Linked DNA regions of Sus scrofa: regions 2, 3 and 4 are each linked to region 1. The links are chromatin contacts, called in public HiChIP or PLAC-seq and promoter capture Hi-C maps. All regions are on one chromosome and are shown on one strand. The core of a region is the stretch at or near the end of the contact, and the rest is flanking DNA. Distances in the headings are between cores, read along the strand shown.

Region 1 (5,121 bases), core at 1,765-4,264:
AAACAAGTTAGAAGGATGAAGACTGAAAACTCACTTGACAGTAACACCAACATTACTAGTTTTACATGTCAGAGGATCAGAAGAGATGTGAGCTTCAAGGTCACAGAGTGGTGGCAGCAGAACATCCCCTCACCCAGGTGTGGCAGAGCAAGCAGTCTACTTACCTGTCCTGAGAAACCCACATAAACCCAAAGAGTTACCCAGAATTCTCTTTCCAAAAGCTATACTTTAGGCCTATGATATTAATGAAATGGGGACTGAGTCTTCTCCATAACATTAAGAATTTAACATACAAAAAACAACAGGTAGAAATGTGAGAAACTGTTTTCCACTGACCCCTGTCAAGTCCTTTCCAATAAATGTAGTCCATTAGGATGAAAAAAATTTCCTTAATAGGAGAAACAGGCAAAGTGACCCCCCAAATTCTTATTATTTAATAGGAGGTACCTTGAGGAAATGGTTTATCGAAATTCTGAGATAACAGAGTTTGGATTGAATATTTAATGGCTTATCCAACCCATCAATCATTTCAGATGCAGATATTACATATTCCCAATACACAAAAGGGACCATCTGTTTGCAAAATCCTACCTTAACATCTCAGAGAAAAATCTGTGGACACAAGTAGGTAGCTGCAGGAAAGCGTTTTTTTCAAGATTGCTTATAAAGACCAGAAAATCAATTATTTTCTCTCCACAAACTGTTTCATTCTGGTTAGATCTCTGCATTCTTCCTTTCCCATTTCAAGTTGCCTATAGCTCCAGAACTACCTTCCAGTCATCTTCCCTTAACCTGCATCAACGTTGATTCCAGCCCCATTCCTGCTTTATTCCCCAAAAGCCTCCTAACACTGTGGCCTTCAAGTCCCACTCCAGGATAAGTAAGGGCCTCACTAAAATGTCCAAAGAGCGGCCTCAACCAGTATAATCCCAGTGGCACTCAGTTACTGGGGAAAAGTCATACTTAAGTGTGACTTGCTGGGTGGACAAAAGTGGCTTTATTCTGAAGATTAAGCTTAGAACCCCTTCCAAGGAAATGCACTCACACAGTAAGTCCAGATTCTGTAAAATTTGCTATATTACTGTATCTTACACTTGTTTTTCTTATAAGACCCCCAGAATTACATAGACATCAGGTCCTAAACCTAAATCATCCCTGTTCTGGATGAAAAGCTCCCACCTAGCCCATGACACCAAGCAAGGGCTCAAACTGGGATCACCAATGAATCAACAAATGCGAGGTGGCGGCAGCAGTGGTGGTTTCCAAACATCTGGTTCAATGTGTGACAAGGACAACATGGAAGAGATAACTCTTCAAGTACACTTCTTACCTGGATAAGCCCAAATATTGACCTCAACAACATACTTCACATATTACTATTGAAAGCTTTAAAAGGAGCTTTTTATATGACTCTGACATTTTAGGAAGCCTCTGTATTTGTGGGTTTTTTCCTCTAAGAAATCCCCTCCCAAGGCTCGAAAAAGGGCAAATGAGCTGTAGAATCCAGGGCAGTCTAAAAAAAAAAAAAAAAAAAAAGAATCCAGGGCAGTAATTGCTGAACTTAAACCTACTAACACTTGCCACTTGAGGGCTGGTTCAAGTGCAGCTGAGCTCCACCCCCAGGGTTTCTGAGTCTTTAGGTCTAGGGTGGGGCCCCAGGAGATCCTTTCAGGTCTCAGGAGGTGGAACACTGGGTGAACATGGCAGGTTGGTGGCCGCAGCTGTGGCTATACCCGTGTGACCTTGACGCAGAGGGAAGTAATGTTCATTTGGAGAAAACGTGAAATAATGCGCGGAGACGAGGTTAGCGAGGAGTTCGCCACAACCCTAAGTCTCAGGCACGCAGGTGGTATCTAATCCAGGGCATTTGCCAGGGTGTGGTCGGCAAAGGCTCCTTCCCCGGAAATCGAGCTGCAGACAGGTCTCTGAGGGTCTCGGCAAGGCAAAGGTACACGGGCTCGGCCCGCCCAGGAGTCACGACCCGTTTTAGTCTCCAAGCAGATGGGTGCCGCATCCAACCTGGAAGGAGCCACACGCCCGCCACCCTCCCGCCGGCTTGCGGGGGGGAGGGGGGGGGTCTCCGCACACAATGCGGACCCCGGGCGTGGGAGGATGGAACCAGAACGATTCCAGCGAGCGGAGCAAAAACGGATCGGAATTACACCGACTGCAGGTAGTGGCAGCGGAAACCATGAGAGACAGGGCGCCACTCACTAGGTGATTCTTTATTACAAGTTGGGGTGTGGAGAAAAGAGGGGGTGCCCCAGCCCGACAGAAATATCCAGAAGGAGAAATGTGACTCCCTCACCTTCCCACGGGCACCCTCCCTCACCTGTGGTCCGAGCTGGGATATGGCGACCCCCGACCACCAGATGGCCCGCCCGCGGGGTCACCGCCGCACCCCCTCCCTAGAAACCCCACCAGGGCCCGGCCGCAGGAAATGGCGGGGCGCGCGGCGGGCGCGGGAAGCGCGGTGTGCGGGCGGGTGGCCGCGCCCAGCGGGGCGGCGGGGTCGCCCCAGGCCTGGAGGGAGCAGCCGCCTGGTTGCCCACCCTTCCCCTGCGTCGGGCCCCCGGCCGGCCGCCCGGGCGTCCGGCGCGCTCACCGCCTTCATGGCGGAGGCCATGTCGTCGTAGCGCTCCGCCTGCTCGGCCAGCCGCGCCCGCTGCAGCAGCTGTTCGCGGTCCCCCATGTCGCTATGGCTCGGCCTCGCCTCGCGCCCAGCTCCACTCGCTTGCTAGCCCGCGCGTCCGCTCCCGGTCGCCGCGGAGGCCGCCGCCGCGCACGCGCACTGGCTCGCCGGCCCGCCTAGGCTACAAGCAGCAGGCAGCACCGATCGACCTCTCGCTGGCTCGCCTCGCGCGCTGTGGCTCGCACCGCGGACGCCGCCGAGAGAGGACAGGCGGTCACGCGGGGGGATGGGCGGATGGGAGGACGCCTGCGCAGTGGGAGGGGCAGGGCCGGGCGGCGCGGAGCGGCGCAAGTGGGAGGGGGGAAGGGCGGGCCGGCCCTAACGGTCTATTTCAAGGTGACGTCAGCTACTATAAATAGCTGCGACCACCGCCCCGCCCCAAAGCCGCGCAGGCGCCGTGCGAGTGCTGCATTTTACCACCGCAGAGGTGGAGGTGAAGAGGGGACCGCTGGGGTGGGGACTGCAGAGATCGGGGAAGGGGCCGGGAGATGGCTGCTCCGCTGGCAGCGCACTGTCACGGCCCCACCCGGAAAGGTGCTTCTGAACCCATGTTAGAGCACTAGATTGAGAAGGGACTCCAAAGCAAATAAAACTAGCGCTTGGGGAAGCCAGGAGGCCGCATGCCCGACGGGCGGTCTGGACCCGCCCCCGCCCAGTCTAACCGTTCGGCTTCGCAGGGCCACACCCAGCACTTGGGTCTGCGCTGGCAGATTAGAGTCGGTCCCGCCTAACGTCCCCCCCACCCCCACCCCACAACACATTCATTCACTGCGCCTCCACCCTAGGGAGTGGCCTTGTGCAGACTGTGCCTTTACGCGGGAGGAGGGACTGACCGGCCCGGCTGAGGCGGATAACCTTCGTGACACACCTGCTAGGAGCTGGCCCAGTGCTAGGCCTTTCCAGGCACGATCGTATCTGATGCTCACAACTCAGGCCAGTGGGTACAGCTGGCCTCTTTTTTCAAAGCCAGACCAGTGTGAGTTGCTCAAGGTTACTGTTGGCCTGTAAAGTGGCAAAGAGGAGAGTGGACCCGCTGGTCACTGAGCCAGTCCTGGCGTTCCACGCTGAGGAACCCTGGTGCCAGGCCCAGGGCTGGGCCTCGGACAAGAGAGGAAAATCCCAATAACTAAAGCATGACCAGACCTAGTATACCATGCGAAGGGCAGTGCAGGAGAAGGGGCCTGAGGTTCTCTGAGAATTTTATTGAGCACCTACTGCATGCTCAACACTGGGGGAAAGAGTAGGTGCAGAATGAGTAGGACACTCAGTTCTCTCTGTGGCTCAATGAGGTCATCTTGGGAGGGCTGGAATGCAGGTTTAATCCCCAGCCTGGTACAGTGGCTTAAGGATCTAGCACTGGATCCCTGGCCCAGGAATTCCGTATGCCCAGGGGAGGACAAAAAAGAAAAAAAAGAAAAAAAAAAAAAAGAGTTAAGACGCAGCCCCTGTCTCGGAGAAGCAGATGTCTGAATACCCCAAAGGAGGTAAGCTGGTCCAGATAATGTCAGGGAAAAGGTGGGAGAGAGTGGGGTCTGCAAAGACAAAGCCTTGGCAGTGAAGATAAAAACAAAATGGTGAGAAAGGTCGGGCAGTGGGACATGAGGTGAGGTAAAAAACAAGACTGTGGAGTGTTTTCAATGCCAGGCTGAAGATCTGAAGCATCCCTAGGTAGTTGGGAACCACCAGAGGCATGGAAGCCACATTTCAGGCCAGGAGTCTTACTTTGGAGAGTCAGATGCATTAGAAAGGAGAGAGAGGAGGAGTTCCCGTCCTGGCACAGTGGTTAACGAATCCGACTAGGAACCATGAGGTTGCAGGTTCGGTCCCTGCCCTTGCTCAGTGGGTTAATGATCCGGCGATGCCGCGAGCTGTGGTGTAGGATCCCGAGTTGCTGTGGCTGTGGTTTAGGCTGGCAGCTACAGCTCCGATTAGACCCCTAGCCTGGGAACCTCCATATGCCCGGAAGCGGTCCAAGAAATGGCAAAAAGATGAAAAACAAAACAAAACAAAAAAACAAAGGAGAAGGAACTGGAGAGTGGGCCTTTTCTGAACCTCTGTTTTACAATCTGGGAAAATTGGACTTGAAAGACTGTTTAAGGCACTGTAGAAGAGAAGAAATCCTGGAATGTCAGAGCTGGCAGGACCCTTAGACTCACCACTGTCCAACCCCTTATCCCAAGTAAGGGGAAGCTGAGGTCTGGGGAGGAGGAGAGGCTGGCTGCAGTTTGCATGGCCAGTGAGCAGAGCTGGGTCTCCCATACCAGGTCTCCTGCCTCCGGGGCCACTATCTCTCTGCTGCTACAGTGAGGACTCAGGACCCATGACACAGCATTTGTGTGTCTGGGAAGAAGTCCCCACCTCAGGCTTTGAAGAGTTACCTTTGTTAACTACACATGGATGGAATTGAGGTTAGCAAACCAGGCTGATTT
Region 2 (5,121 bases), core at 1,153-3,652, 450 kb after region 1:
TGGGCAAATCATTTTTCTGTTTCTTCAGCGGTAGAATAGGGATATATCTACTTTGGAGGCTATGTGTATACGGTAGGCACTCAATAATATGACCCCCTCTTTGTGGCTGCTCTCGAACACAAAAATTGCCAGTTCCCTGGATCCAGCAAAAAACCTCAGCTCTGGCTCAGAGAGCTCCGGAGGTAGCACAGCTAATTTGGGCTTAGAACATAGATCTCCTGGCTCCGTGTCCAGGGAACTTTCCTCAAACCTCTAAGTTGCTACATTTATTTTCCTCAAAAGGCTTTTGGCATCTACTCCGATTTAGGAAGAGGGGAGGTGTGTAAGGAGAGAGACCCAGCTCAGTATTAAGTGTTGCGCAAACCTCACCAAGACAGGTGCTGCTGCCTCGGTCTACGTATAAGGAAACTGATTGTGTTTAATCAGAGAGGCCAAGTGACCGGCACTAGGACACGCAACCAGAGAGCTGAGGTCTAGGATTCGAACTCCGGTTCTCCCGAGGCGCTACGCCCGGAAGCCCCCGGGCGCGCGTGGCTTGGCGCGAGCAGGGCGCTCAGCGGTGGGAATCCCGAGCGAAGTTGGAAGCCGGGCCTGTTCATTTGCATGCTAATACCCAGAATGCTTTTCCCCCGCACACCGCTTCTCTTAATGGAAGCGCTCAGTTTGGAACCGTGAAAAGTTTGGAACACATACTTCGCTCCTCTTTGCAACTGTGGGAACTTCCCGCCCGCACGTGCGGTGCCTGCAGCCCGAAGCTCCAAGTCGGGCTGCCTTGCGGCGGCCGCCAACGCTATACAGGCAGACGAACCTCTGGGTCCAGCCCGCGCGTGGCAGCATCTTCAGGACCGCCGGGGACAAAGCGCTCAGGCCCGCAGGCGGGGCCCATGGCCTGAGCGCTCGGCGACTCGCTGGGCTGCAGGCGCTGGGGATGCTTTCGACCTCGGGAAGCCAAAGGGCGCTCCCTGGAGTCTCCAGTACCCCTGATTCCTGGGGTGTGCGGGGATCCCTGCTCCTGCCCTTGCCTCTATGTTGTCGCCTCCCTGAACTGGTGACTTTCCCATCCCTGGGGCACAAAGCTCGGCGTGTGGCGGCTTGGGGGAGAAGGACGATGGACTCATATCCCCAGCTATGCCGGGCGCGCAGCCCCTTTGGTTCAGTCAGCGTGCGGGGTGCAGAAGCAGCTCCAGAGGTTCGGCCTGCCCCCAGTCAGGACCCCGGGCCCTCTCTGGGGTTGGGAGCGGGGAGGCGGTCGCAGGCGACTTCTAGGGATTTCGTGCATCGAAAGGGAGCTCTTAAGGTTAGCCGACGCCCGCTCGACTTACGGGTGCGCATCGCAGGCTGGGGGGGGCTCAGATCTGTACCCCCTTGATCTCCCCCTTTCCCCCGCCCCGTCACTAGCCGCCACTGTTGGCCGGGAGGGAGGGGCAGCGGGAGCTGGTTTGCTGGCTTGGCGCTTCGTTTGCATTGGTCCGGGGGGGCTGAGACTGCAGCCCCCGGCCCTGCGGGCGGGGTGGGAAGGCGGGGGCCGGACGGGGGCTCAGCCTGCGCTAGCATTGGCGGAGCAGGGGACTGGGGAGGGGGGGCAGGAAGCGGGGGGAGCGGAGCTGCGGGGGGGTGTGTATAAATAGGGAAGGGGGGACGTGCATCCTCGGCTGGGTGAGGGGGGGGCGCTCCGCACAAAGAAAGTGGAAAGTTTGCAGCGCGGGGCGGTCCGGGCCAGGAATCCGGGTGCGCACGTGCAGGGCCAGGGGCGCAGGGGGCCCCCCACGCCGAGCTCGCCGTTTCTTTTTTTTTTCTGCAAGCGAGGGGGGGGGTGTTGTTGGTATCGCCCCCTCCTTCTCCTCCCCCCAGGGGTGAAAGTGCAAGAGGAAGTGCAGCCGCTGCCATCTTTCCTCCGCTCCGAACACACGGAGCCCGGGGCCGCAGCGCCGCCGCTCCGCCGCCGCCTTCGCCCGGCCCAGGAAAGGGCCAGCCCTGCAGCCGTTACCGCCGCCCGCCCGCTCCAGCCTTCGCTGCGGACATCGCCCGCCAGCCTCCGGGACCCGGCCTGCGCTGCCGCCCCGGTGCGCGCCCCACCGCCGCCGCCGCCTTAGCCTTTTGTTTCCTCCGCTCCGGCGCCCCCGCCCCGGCTCGCGCTTTGCAGGGGACGCAGCGCGCGCCCCCAGCGGGCCCGGGAAAAGCCGCGGCGCGCGCACGCGCCTGCGTGACAGACCCCTCCTCCTCCCCGTGCGCGCGCGCCCCTCTTGGCTGCGCGCCGGCGCCGCCTGGCGGGCGGGAGGGGAGGTGGCAGGAGCGTTTGCGGGAGGGGCGCACCTCTTTGCTCGCGCACCCCCCGAGAGGTAGACCGAGAAGGGGAGGCGGGCCGGTGGAGAGGAGAGAGGAGTGCAGGATTCAGCAGGGGTGGGGGCAGCTATGTGGGAGGTGGTGCGCTCTGCAGTCTAGACAGTCCGATCCGGGCAGGGGGCGTGTGCGCTCGGCGCACCTGCGAGACTACAGAGCCCGGGGCCGGCACGTGTGGGGAGTGTAGACACGTTCGCTGCGCTCTGCTTCTCGCTGCCTAGGGGAAGGGAGTGGGGCGGGCAAGTGCCGCGGCCCGGTTTGTGGGGAGGGGGTGGCGGCCATGGAGCGGGTGAACGACGCTTCTTGCGGCCCGTCGGGCTGCTACACCTACCAGGTGAGCAGACACAGCACGGAGATGCTGCACAACCTGAACCAGCAGCGCAAAAACGGCGGGCGCTTCTGCGACGTGCTTCTGCGGGTGGGCGATGAGAGCTTCCCAGCGCACCGCGCGGTGCTGGCCGCCTGCAGCGAGTACTTTGAGTCGGTGTTCAGTGCCCAGTTGGGCGACGGCGGAACTGCGGAGGGGGGTCCCGCTGACGTGGGGGCGCAGCGGCGGCCCCAGGCGGTGGGGCTGGGGGCAGCCGGGAGCTAGAGATGCACACCATCAGCTCCAAGGTGTTCGGGGACATCCTGGACTTCGCCTACACTTCCCGCATTGTGGTTCGCCTGGAGAGCTTCCCCGAGCTTATGACGGCTGCCAAGTTTCTGCTGATGAGGTCCGTCATTGAGATTTGCCAGGAAGTCATCAAACAGTCCAATGTGCAGATCCTGGTGCCCCCTGCCCGGGCCGACATCATGCTCTTTCGTCCCCCTGGGACCTCGGACTTAGGCTTCCCTTTGGACATGACCAATGGAGCAGCCTTGGCAGCCAACAGCAATGGCATCGCAGGCAGCATGCAGCCCGAGGAGGAGGCGGCTAGGGCAGCTGGTGCAGCCATTGCGAGCCAAGCCTCCCTGCCTGTGTTACCTGGTGTGGACCGCTTGCCCATGGTGGCTGGACCCTTGTCTCCCCAACTGCTGACTTCCCCGTTCCCCAATGTGGCATCCAGTGCCCCTCCCCTGACTGGCAAGCGAGGCCGGGGCCGCCCAAGGAAGGCCAACCTTCTGGACTCAATGTTCGGGTCCCCAGGGGGCCTGAGGGAAGCAGGCATCCTTCCCTGTGGCCTGTGTGGGAAGGTGTTCACTGATGCCAATCGGCTCCGGCAGCACGAGGCCCAGCATGGTGTCACCAGCCTCCAGCTGGGCTACATCGACCTTCCTCCTCCAAGGCTGGGCGAGAATGGGCTACCCATCTCAGAGGACCCCGACGGCCCCCGAAAGAGGAGCCGGACCAGGAAGCAGGTGGCCTGTGAGATCTGCGGCAAGATCTTCCGAGACGTGTACCATCTCAATCGGCACAAGCTTTCCCACTCGGGGGAGAAGCCCTATTCCTGCCCCGTGTGTGGGCTGAGGTTCAAGAGAAAAGATCGCATGTCCTACCATGTGCGGTCCCACGATGGGTCCGTGGGCAAGCCCTACATCTGCCAGAGCTGTGGGAAAGGCTTCTCCAGGTGAGGAATGGTGCCCCCCTCTAGGACTGGTCCTGTTCCTGGCTCACGGAACAGCTCCTTGTCAGGATCTGGGGTTGTGAGACTTGTGGGGGTCACTTGACCTTGTAGGGCCTGGTCAGGTTTGGGGAGAGTGTTTTACTGGTCCTGATTTTGAGATGGTGTGGCCAAGGGCTGCTTTCTCTTCCCTCAGGGAAGTTCTCTGGCTCTAGGCGTGCCCTGCTGTCTCTCTTCCTCAGGGCCTTGTGGGAAAGGGCCGGATTCCTCAGGCCTCAGCCACCGGGCCTCACCATTCTTCTCCCTGGGCTCCCTTTGTGTTTCCGGCACCAGGCGAGGGGCCCCCTCTGGGGGCGGGAGGGGTGGCTGGGCTCCTCGTCTTTCCCCGCTTGAATGGCTGCTGGGGGAGGGAAATGAAACAAGTGCTTGGGGACTCCCGCGCCTCCCCCTGCCCAGTGCAGCCTTCGTGACCCTGGGTTAGTAAGACTCCAGCTCTGCCCCTCACAGCCCCAGAATCACAGGGCACAGAACTGGGCACCCAGAGTCTCTTCTGAACAGCAAAATCTTTCATCTGCTCTGACCTGGGGTTCCAGAGCCTTCCTGAACCCACAGATCTTCTTTATGTTCACTGGACAGAGAGGAAGAGGAGCAGGATGTCTTTTTAGATTGACTATTTAGTGAGCCTGATAAGGAACTGAAGACTTGTCTGAGAGCGAAGGGTTGTTTTTCCTCTTAGGAGAGTATTTGGAATAAAAGGCTGGTTTTAACTTGCCTGGGTACTGAAGACCTTGTGTATATGAACGAAGTGAAGGAGAACTCCCTCAGTGGGGCCCCAACTAGGAACCAGTCTTACCGGTCAGGCAGCCCTTGCCCACCTGCTCTGTTGGGCATCTGGTTTACCAGCCCAGCTGGGGACTTAAGGCTTCATCCCTTGGCCTCTGGGGACTGAATTCCATCCGGGTGGCATTCATTGGCTGCTGTGGCGGGAGAGGCTGGGGGAGGGGAATACTGAGTTTCTAAGGGGCTTTAGTCTGGACAATGAATCACAAATTCCCCCTCCCAGAAAGGCTGCAGCGAGGCAGCCCGGTCTCATTCTAAAGCCACCTCCTTGGGTCCTAGAAATTATTGAGTTTCTGGTGGGGGGAGGCGGGTAGGCAAGGTCAGAGACGAACACCCAATCCCTCCTCTAGAGAAATCCAGGGCAGAGAGGTGGTGACTTGTCTTTGTCTTGCTGGGG
Region 3 (5,121 bases), core at 1,833-4,332, 420 kb after region 1:
TCACTTTTTATCACTGCCTGTCCCACACCTAAGCTTGCACCACAGCAAGCTATTCACCCTTAAGGCTGCTTGAAATTGCCCTTAACATTCTCTGGCTAGTGAAAATTCTATTTGATCTTCAAGACCCACCCCACTGTTACTTTCTACATGAAGCTTTTTCTGTCTTACTGGACCTTCCCCACCCATTCTCAGGTGGCAAAAACAATCCGTCCTTTCTCTGTGTTTTCACAAACACTAGTCCACTGTATCATTGTTTTTATGTACTGCTTTACCTCTCTTGCTACACATCGAGGGACTGGTAGATTAAAGATCAGCCCTGACATACAGAGAGCTCAAAATAAGTGCCTTTGCGGCCGGGGGCAGGGGGCAACAACTCCTGCAGCATATGGAAGTTCCCAGGGTAGGGATAGAATCCAAGCCACAGCTGCAGCAACACCAGATCTTTACCCACTGTGCCACGGCAGGAACTCCAAATACGTGCTTTTTAAATGAATGAAAAAACTGATTTCTTCCCTTCCTTGGCCTGCAGGCCTGACTCACCTGGATCTTGGCACCTTTATATCTGATGACACCAGGCACTGTGGTCAGAGTAGTGAACTCATAGGCTGCCACCTCAGAATATACCCCCGCCAGGTTACTGAGCAATGTTGACTTCCCCACAGATGGAAAACCCACAAACCCAATCCGAGCATCACCTGTCTTGGCAACATCAAATCCTAAAACATCAATAAATACAAAAAAGACAAGAAACGTTATCCCCGGGAGTGTGGAGACTCACGTAATTCCTTTTACTTTCTGGATACCTATCCCTCTAGAACCTATTTATCCAATTTTTTACAGTCTATCTCTAGAGTAGAACTTAAGCACACAAAACTCCCCATAGTAATTCACAATATTTAATGGAGTGTTTGATGTAAAAAGTTTATACTTCTACCTCTTAAACTGTTATATATCTTTCTAGTATATAACTAATATTTCTAGCCCAAATGTTATATAAAAATTGATCTAAAAAATTAGTTTCTTTCTCTCTCTCTCTTTTTTTTTTTTTTTTGGCAGCCCCTGTGGCAGGTGGAAGTTCCTGGGCCAGGGATTGAACTGGGACCAGAGTAGTGACCCAAGCCACTACAGTGAAAATGCCAGATCCTTAACCCACTGTGCCACAAGATAACTTTTTTTTTTCTTACAAACCTTGGGAACTGCGTGACTGAGTTTTCTTTCTTTTTTTTTTTTTTGTCTTTTGTTGTTGTTGTTATTGTTGTTGTTGTTGCTATTTCTTGGGCCACTCCCTCGGCATATGGAGGTTCCCAGGCTAGGGGTTGAATCAGAGCTGTAGCCACCGGCCTACGCCAGAGCCACAGCAACACGGGATCCGAGCCGCGTCTGCAACCTACACCACAGCTCACGGCAACGCCAGATCGTTAACCCACTGAGCAAGGGCAGGGACCAAACCCGCAACCTCATGGTTCCTAGTCGGATTCGTTAACCACTGCGCCACAACGGGAACTCCGAGTTTTCTTTCTTACAATGGGTTCCAAACAAAGCCAAATTTGTGGCCCTTCTCTAGGAAGTGTACAGACCTTATGACTACTTTTGGTCCTAATTTTATCTCTCTTGGCTTCAACTTATTCTTTCTACCTTCATTTCCCTTTGCATCAATTCCTTTATCTTGTTGACTATTTATTTACATATTTCAGTAAACCTATGTAAATCTACTTTGGATCAGTACAGGATATACATAAATAAAACCCTGTTCACTTGGAGAATATTTGCCTTTGAAATCAGTAGAATAAACACAATTTAAGAATTTAAGCTTAGAAAATACTAATCTACTTTGATAGAAAATTTTTAATTATTTTTAAACCATACATTTTTACAGTTTTAATAATAAAAAAAAAAAGTACACCAAATAAAGAAAAAAGTTGAAGAAAAACACAAACCTTCTCCTGGCCCACCACCACCACCACCTTTTGGAGTAATGAGTTCCCTGCGAAGCTTAGCAAGGCGAGCCTTAAGCAGCCCTAGGTGGTGTGCTGTGGCCTTGTTCTTTTGAGTCCGAGCCATCTACAAGAGAGGAATCACAGCCATAAATCAGAAGCAGTTCCTACAAGGTAAAATATCCAGAATGAATGCCCCCCAGCTCACAGAATTGTGTTGTGGGTTTTTTTTTTGTTTGTTTTTTTTTTGGTCCATTTCTGCACTGCTGTCTTTTAAATTATAGTTGATTTACAATGTTGTGAGAATTCTTAGAATTCCCGCTTATGTTAATACACTCGTTTTAAGTCAGACTTATAAAAATAAAAATCCATTCACTCCATGACCCAGACCATTCCCCTCACTACAAAGAACTGAGGCCTAAAGAGAAGAAACATGACTAAGTTCATTACAATCAGCCTTCATAGATTAGATTAAAACAGCTGCTGATTCCTTTCCAACTGTTCATGGGTACCTGGTGTGACCCAATTGATTTTAAAGAACTCCGAGCACTTGCGACAAAAGAATCACAGAACAATCCAGGTGGAATCAACAGCTACCACAGACGACAATTTACTTCCAGATCCTATTCCCAGGATCAATACTCTGGGAAAGGAGATCATTAAAGCAGAGTTTGGAGGGGGTCCGAGGGATAAGGAAAGATACCGAATGAAGTACGTGATCAGGTCAGGGCTGAAGTGGGGGGATTAAGTGTTGCTCACAGAAAAGCCAGAAAAAACTAAAACGAAGTTCAGAAAGGAGTCGAACACTGGAAGAGGCGGGGGTATGGAACGTGGAACCGAGAAGAGGGAAGTCAAGGAAAGCGAGCCAAGGCTGAGGGGAATCGGGGAACGCGGCCCGGTCCAGACTCGGCTGAAGGAAGTTCAAGCATGAGCTACGGCCCGAAGAGGAACGCTCAGACGGACTTTTCGAGTGCCCATTACCTCGGCTTCGATCTCCGCGATCTTGGCTAAGGTGCTGCTCATGGTGACGAGTCGCACGGGGAACAGCTAGGTCCACACAGGTCTACCCTCTTCACATACCCGGCGGCGAACCAGCCGCAACCACCAGGCGCTATAGGGGTGCGCAAGCGCGGGATTTCATTGCTGTCGCGAGAGTTCCGCGCGAGGCACACCGCGAGATGTAAGCATGAAGTGGCCTTTCTAGCCAACATTCCCGCCCCCCTCCGAGCCGGCGCGGTGTCATAGAGCCCGCGGGAGCCAGGGCCAGAGAGGCCGCCCCTGTCCGCATCTCCCGGAGCGCGCGGAGGGTCGCGCGCCGCTCGGCCCCGCCCCACTTCGCTGTAATTGCTCTCAGCGCGTGGTGTGTGATGAGCGACTCCTGGCGAGTAGCCCGCGGCTCTCAGACCCTGCTAAAAAGCGCCGTAGCGCCCACCACCCGTCTTCCTTTGCAGGACCGACGGGTCTTGGGGCCCCTTGCACAGCTGGGGAAACACGCTGGGGGACTCCTCAGCCTCCTGGGTTGATATAGAGACCGATCTTTAGCCTGTCTGGCCTTCTTTGGAAAAGAAGATGCCCTCTTTCCATCACTCTTAATTATTTTTAGATGTCTGTTTTGTTTACCTCCTCCCCTAGCGGAGTGCGTGGCACATGGTGAGCCCACAGTAAGTGCATGATTTAATGGGTAATTCCCAGAGAACCAGTACTTGCAACATAGCCTCTAATACTGAAAAATTCTTAACTATGTTAATGTTCATCAGTGGGGAAATGGATAGATAATGGTACTTCTATGCTGTGGAATATTATTCTAGCCGTTAAAACATAGATCTGTGTGGTCTGACTGGAAGGATGTCCAAGTCATATTGTGAAAAAGAAAAAAAAAAATGGGGGAGGAATTCCTGCTGTGGCTCAGTGGGTTAAGGGTCCAGTTGAGGAGAGGAGAGGGAAGGGGAGGGGAAATAGTAGTAGAACTGCACCTACTTTGTGATCCCATTGATGTTAGTTTTTTAATTAGATGTTTATATAAATATACCTGTCACAAAGTGCACTGCGAAATGATCTGAGTAAAGGGGTAAAATCTCAAGCTGTTAGCAGTGGGATGGGGTGTAAGGAAAGACAGAGAAAGCCTTTCACTTGTTATTCCACATATTATTGTGTTGTTCAATTTTTTTAAGATTAATGCATCTAAGTATTTGTGTAATCATAAAATTTTAAATTTCAAAAGATTCCTCTTCCCCAAGTATCTTGCGAAGAGGAAGCCACGACGTCCAGGAGCTGTGTGCTGATTTTGAAAGCTGCTTCATGTGGAATCAATGAATTCTTGTTGATAAATTGATTGACCTATCAGGATCCACAGGCCAGGCTTAACTTGCCTCCTCTCAGACCTCCACTCAGCCCTGGGAAGGAAGCTTATTTATTTAAATTTGTAAGTAAGAACCATTTCTACTTGCCAGAGACACAAAAGGAGGTCTTATAGGGCATAAGGGAGAGAATGGGAAAAGGAAAGCTTTTATGGAAGGTCCCCAAAGGGCTCAGGAATTTCTTTCTTTAACTTCAGCCTTTTCGTAACTAAATTAAGAGGTGATTGAGGTACTTAGATCCCACACCTTCAGTAATGTGGGAGGGAAGGAGAGGAGAGGAAGTCTACCTGGAATGTGAGGTTATCAAAGATCAGTCTTTTTTTTCTTTTTTTTTTTTTTGTCTTTTTACTATTTCTTTGGGCCGCTCCCGTAGCACATGGAGGTTCCCAGGCCAGGGGTCCAATCGGAGCTGTAGCCACCGGCCTACACCAGAGCCACAGCAACGCAGGATCCGAGCCGCGTCTGCAACTTACACCACAGCTCACGGCAACGCCGGATCCTTAACCCACTGAGCAAGGGCAGGGACCGAACCCGCAACCTCATGGTTCCTAGTCCGATTCGTTCACCACTGCGCCACGATGGGAACTCCCAAAGATCAGTCTTAAAGACAGATAAAATCAAATCAGCAGACCTCTCCTAACTTAGAGTACTTAAGAACAATATCAAAGCTGTCATGCGGCTGCGGGTACGTTCTCCTTAGCAAATCTGTCCTCTGTCCTGGGAAGCCTGCCACGAAATTATTCACTTAATTGCTCAAAGACACCCCAGGACCCACCATGAGGGACCCAGGCTGTCAGGATTGTGCCAAAAGGTAATACTGATCTTCCCCA
Region 4 (5,121 bases), core at 1,104-3,603, 330 kb after region 1:
ATGCAGGTTCGATTCCTGGCCTTGCTCAGTGGGTTAAGGATCCACAGTTGCAGCAAGCTTTGGTATATGCCCAGAATCCGGCTCAGATCTGGCATTGCCGTGGCTGTGGCATAGGCCAGCTCTGATTTGACCCCTAGCCTGGGAACTTATTCCATATGCTGCGGGTGCAGCCCTAAAAAGAAAAAAGAAAAAAATCACAATAAATTACCATACAACCACGAAGGTGAGATGGAGGAAGAAAAACTGTGAGCCAAGTACTTACCTCCCATGAATAACAGTCAACATTTCAGGTGTAAACTTAACAAATCTAAAAATATTACTTATAAAGTTATTTGATTCCAATTTACAAATATCATCAGGACAAACAGCCAAAGGAATGCAAACCACTTTTTCTTATAAGCTTTTAATTTTTTTCTTTTCTTTTTTTTTTTTTTTTTTGTCTTTTTGCCTTTGCTAGGGCCGCTCCTGCGGCACATGGAGGTTCCCAGGCTAGGGGTCTAATTGGAGATATAGCCACCGGCCTACAGCAGAGCCACAGCAACAAGGGATCCGAGCCGCATCTGCAACCTACACCACAGCTCACTGCAACGCCGAATCCTTAACCCACTGAGCAAGGCCAGGGATCAAACCCGAAACCTCATCATTCCTAGTCGGATTCGTTAACCATTGAGCCACTACGGAAACTCCTTAATATAATTCTTTCTTTTTTTTTTTTTTTTTTGTCTTTTGTCTTTTTGTTGTTGTTGTTGCTATTTCTTGGGCCGCTCCCGCGGCATATGGAGGTTCCCAGGCTAGGGGTTGAATCGGAGCTGTAGCCACCGGCCTACACCAGAGGCACAGCAACGCGGGATCCGAGCCGTGTCTGCAACCTACACCACAGCTCACGGCAACGCCGGATCGTTAACCCACTGAGCAAGGGCAGGGACCGAATCCGCAACCTCATGGTTCCTAGTCGGATTCGTTAACCACTGCGCCACGACGGGAAATCCTAATATAATTCTTAAATACATATGCTAACTTGAAAATCATAAATGTAAAAGTATTTTAAGTTCCTACAATATTCTTCAGCTTCTATCAATGAGAAATGAATAATCTTACTAAAGAAAAGCATGGAAATACCTAAATCTATATTCTATGTCCCAGAATAAATTTCAACTACTTCCCTCAGGAAGTCTTCCATGACACCTCCAAGCCTGATACCTCCATGGCCCTTAGGTGGATACCACAGCACCTAGAATGTACAGACTAGATTTAGAATAGCGTTCATGGGAGTTCCCGCCCTGGCCAGGGGAAACAAATCGGACGAAGAACCATGAGGTTGTGAGTTCCATTCCTGGCCTCAGTGGGTTAAGGACCCCGCGTTGCAGTGAGCTGTGGTGTAGGTCACAGACAGGCCAGTAGCTATAGCTCCGATTACACCCCTAGCCTGGGAACCTCCATATGCCAGAGGTTCAGCACTAAAAAAAAGACCAAAAAAAAAAAAAAAAAAAAAAGCATTCATGGAGTGGGTACTCTGTGCCAGGCAGAGTACTAACCACTTTTCATTTTACCTGCTTCAATACAACCACCCTACTTTTCATTCTATAATCATCTTCATTTTATAAACGAGGTGCCCAAAGTCATCAGCTAAGTGGTACAGCTGGGACTGGTACTCACTCCCTAACAGCATTCACTCAACAAAATTTACCATAACCCAGAGGTTTACAAAAAACCTGAATGGCCTCTCATCAAACAAACAAACAAACAAACAAAACCGAGCACTAATCTCCCACTGAATGTTTTTGCCCAATTGGCCCTCGAAGCTCAGGTATGGCCCCTGAGGTCTACATACCCTTGCCCCTCACTTGGTCACGCAGCAGAGATCAAGAAACCCTCAATTCGTATCCGCTCACGCAAATGAGCCTTGCACGGATGCGGCACGGGCTCCCAGCTCGTCGCGCACGAGCCCCGCGGAAGAACGCCACGCCCCGCGAGAAGCGAGGGCTCCTGGCGCCGCCCGGTGCTCTCTTTCCACCTCTTTTCCATCCCCAGACCTCAGCCCCGTGGGCTGGAAGCATCACCTGCACTTCTACAGGAGGAGGAAGCGGAGGCTCCCACAGGACTCACCTGGCCGGACTCGGAAGATCGCGCGCTCGCCGCTGGGCTCCGGCTGGAGGGTCCAAGCCACTGAGAGGCTGGGGACTATCGAACCCGGCCTCGCGCCTGGGGAAGCCTAGCCTCCCGCCTCGCGCCCCGAAGTTTTGGTAAACACGAAGCGGACCCGGCCCGCTGGCGCAGCCCAAACCAGCCTCTGAGGTTCCCGCGCCTCTGCACGCAGGTCCGCGCCGGCCCCGCCCCCGTCTCCACGGCGACGCGGCGTGCGTAAGGGACGCCCGGCCGGGTCCCGGGGAGTTCACGCAGCGTCAGTGCGGCAGGGTCACGCCCCCCTCTGGCAGCGAGGGAGAGTCCGCACTGTGAATTTCCCTTGAGGTGGGCCGACCGACGCTTTGTCTGGCTCGCCCCACGGAGGGCGCTCTACCTCCGAGGCCCACTCGCTTCACACAGAGCTCAGCCTCCTACTGCTACTCTCAGACGCCAGGAGTGGGAGCTGTTTCGAAGCCGATCCCCTAGTTAAGCTTCGTGAGGCAAGCACTAGGAACGAGGCTCCGGGCTGAAGTCCTCCAGCCCGCACCTCTAGGCTCCTGCCTATCTGGCTTTTGGTTCTCCATGGTTCCCAGGCAGCACGAGCCGGTCCCCGAGGCATAGGTTGCGCGCCTGCGTGGGCCACGAATGTTGTCAATCTGGACTAAGTGGGTGCGGGCGCGAGGTTTCGCAGTCCCTGAATTAAATTATCCCAGGCTGCTATCTTAACCTTCCTTTTAAAATGTAATTAACGAGCATTAATTGTTAGTAATAGTTATTTTTTTATAATTGGGCCCACTCTGATGTTTTAAAAATAGGGGTGGGAAACGGTAGGTAAGATAGTTTTATATCCTTTTTCTCCTGCGCTTTGGAAAGCACTTGAGATTTCTGGTGGAGAACGCAAAGGCTGGCATTATGTTTTTTTGCTTATTTGTCTTTTTGCCTTTTCTAGGGCCGCTACTGCGGCATATGGAGGTGCCCAGGCTAGGGGTCTAATCGGAGCTGTAGCCGCCAGCCTACTCCAGAGCCACAGCAACGCCAGATCCGAGCCGCGTCTGCAACCTACACCACAGCTCACGGCAACGCTGGATCCTTAACCCACTGAGCGCAGCCAGGAATTGAAGCCGCAACCTCATCTTTCCTGGTCAGATTCGTTAACCACTGAGCCACGATGGGAACTCCTGGCATTATGTGTTTAAATGCTTGAAAATTTTTACGTTATAAACGGGAGGAAAGGAGTTCCCTGGTGGTCTAGTGCTTGGGATTTGGCATGTGACTTGGTTTCCATCCCTGCCCCAGGAACTTCCGTGGGCCGCGGGTGCAGCCAGAAAGACCCCAAACCAAACCAAAACAAAACAGGAGGAAAAATAACCATTGTTGGGTTTCTCGGGACTGAAATTACAGGTAGTTTGCATTTTTGCTCTATTTTCTACCTATGGTAAATTTTGTAAAAACGTGTTTAATATAAGTTCCACTTAAGCAGGACACGGGAGCCAATCTTTTAGGCAGGACTATTTGCTGAAGTTATGTGACCAACTATTTTTAAAGTAATTTAGTGGTTTTCAAAGTCTTAATTAACACTGTAGGAGTTCCCGTCGTGGCACAGTGGTTAACGAATCCGACTAGGAACCATGAGGTTGCGGGTTCGGTCCCTGCCCTTGCTCAGTGGGTTAACGATCCGGCATTGCCGTGAGCTGTGGTGTAGGTTGCAGACGCGGCTCGGATCCTGCGTTGCTGTGGCTCTGGTGTTGGCCGGTGGCTACAGCTCCGATTCAACCCCTAGCCTGGGAACCTCCATATGCCGCGGGAGCGGCCCAAGAAATAGCAACAACAACAACAACAAAAGACAGAAAGACAAAAAAAGAAAAAAAAAAAAAAAAAAAACACTGTAGCTAATACTCACTTACTGTAAAATTAGTCTTTATTGTAAGAGCTTTATATAAATTATATGTGTATATAAATTTATGACAAACCTAGGATGATAGATCGTGTTTTCTAGATGATTTGCTGATCCTTTCTGTCATTTGCATTTATCATCTCAGTTTTGACTAAAATAGGAAAGCAAGGTGTTTCCATTTGAGTTATAATGAAAATAATTAGTCCTATTAGGAAAAATTAGAAATAACAGTATAGAATAACAGTAGCTAGTGCAGCAGCACTCAGTGGTGTCAGGCTCTGTTTTAAATACTTTACATATGTAAAATCAAAGCTGTAAAGTGCCAAGAAGGGGTTTAGCCTCTGCAAATAATTTGCTGTGTGGTTTTTCTTTACATGATGCCAAAATTGTGAAACTGTTCAAATTCTGTTTTCTTTGAACTAGGGATAACCCTTGGAGAAAGAAAAACTGAGTAGGAAAAAGCCCATTTAGGGAGGTGTAATCCCAACTTTTTGAGATGAGGCTGCTCTCAAAAATTCTAGGTTTCTAATTTCCATTTTCTTCTTTACTGTTTTTGGACTGCTAATTTCTCCAACTGACTGAAACTCGGAGTCCCTTAGGCCAAACTGAACCAAGAATTTGAACCTAACCAAGATCTTACAAATACTTAATGAAGAAGTAGAATAAAACATTTTTCTCTTTTATTCTTTCAAAGTTTCCCATACTGCTATTTGAAAATTCATTTCAGTTGCAAAAGTGTGCCCCCTTTTTTAGAATTACAAATTATCATTCCTGCCAAAGAGAATAACATTCAAAAGCTACAATGAAACAAGGATTTGTAGGCATCTAGTTTTACATAACAAGAAAGGTTAAAACTGGAGTTCCTGTCGCGGTGCAGTGGTTAACGAATCCAACTAGGAACCATGAGGTTGCGGGTTCGATCCCTGCCCTTGCTCATTGGGTTAATGATCCAGCGTTGCCGTGAGCTATGGTGTAGGTCGAAGACGCAGCTCGGACCCCGAGTTGCTGTGGCTCTGGCGTAGGCTGGCAGCTACAGCTCCGATTAGACCCCTAGCCTGGGAAATAATATATGCCACGGGAGCGGCCCGAGAAATGGCAAAATG

The links. Promoter capture Hi-C pulls out the DNA fragments that hold promoters and counts their contacts. HiChIP or PLAC-seq counts read pairs in DNA pulled down with a chosen protein or histone mark.
Region 2: a contact with region 1 is called in a promoter capture Hi-C map of fetal liver, with 2.0 times the contacts expected there. The contact joins the promoter of PATZ1 here to the promoter of YWHAH in region 1. A contact is called at or near these places in 1 of 5 promoter capture datasets (fetal liver) and 2 of 2 datasets of contacts at active chromatin or transcription factors (alveolar macrophages and skeletal muscle).
Region 3: a contact with region 1 is called in an H3K27ac HiChIP or PLAC-seq map of skeletal muscle, with 2.9 times the contacts expected there. The contact joins the promoter of DRG1 here to the promoter of YWHAH in region 1. A contact is called at or near these places in 1 of 47 Hi-C or Micro-C datasets (alveolar macrophages) and 2 of 2 datasets of contacts at active chromatin or transcription factors (alveolar macrophages and skeletal muscle).
Region 4: a contact with region 1 is called in a promoter capture Hi-C map of fetal liver, with 5 times the contacts expected there. The contact joins the promoter of SFI1 here to the promoter of YWHAH in region 1. A contact is called at or near these places in 3 of 5 promoter capture datasets (fetal liver, fetal skeletal muscle and liver), 4 of 47 Hi-C or Micro-C datasets (epiblast stem cells, heart right ventricle and liver) and 2 of 2 datasets of contacts at active chromatin or transcription factors (alveolar macrophages and skeletal muscle).

Annotation. Positions count from the first base shown.
Region 1 is chr14:48,541,924-48,547,044 of Sscrofa11.1, reverse strand. YWHAH (14-3-3 protein eta) reads right to left here and starts at 3,014. Exons shown (of 2, transcript XM_001928076.4): 1 at 2,606-3,014. The coding sequence starts at 2,692.
Region 2 is chr14:48,090,666-48,095,786 of Sscrofa11.1, reverse strand. PATZ1 (POZ-, AT hook-, and zinc finger-containing protein 1) reads left to right here and starts at 2,402. Exons shown (of 6, transcript XM_021073093.1): 1 at 2,402-2,876; 2 at 2,879-3,890. The coding sequence starts at 2,621.
Region 3 is chr14:48,124,768-48,129,888 of Sscrofa11.1, reverse strand. DRG1 (developmentally-regulated GTP-binding protein 1) reads right to left here and starts at 3,082. Exons shown (of 9, transcript XM_001927253.5): 1 at 2,916-3,082; 2 at 1,938-2,061; 3 at 541-716. The coding sequence starts at 2,957.
Region 4 is chr14:48,207,771-48,212,891 of Sscrofa11.1, reverse strand. It overlaps SFI1 (protein SFI1 homolog), which reads right to left and starts at 2,353. Exons shown (of 33, transcript XM_005670867.3): 1 at 2,107-2,353.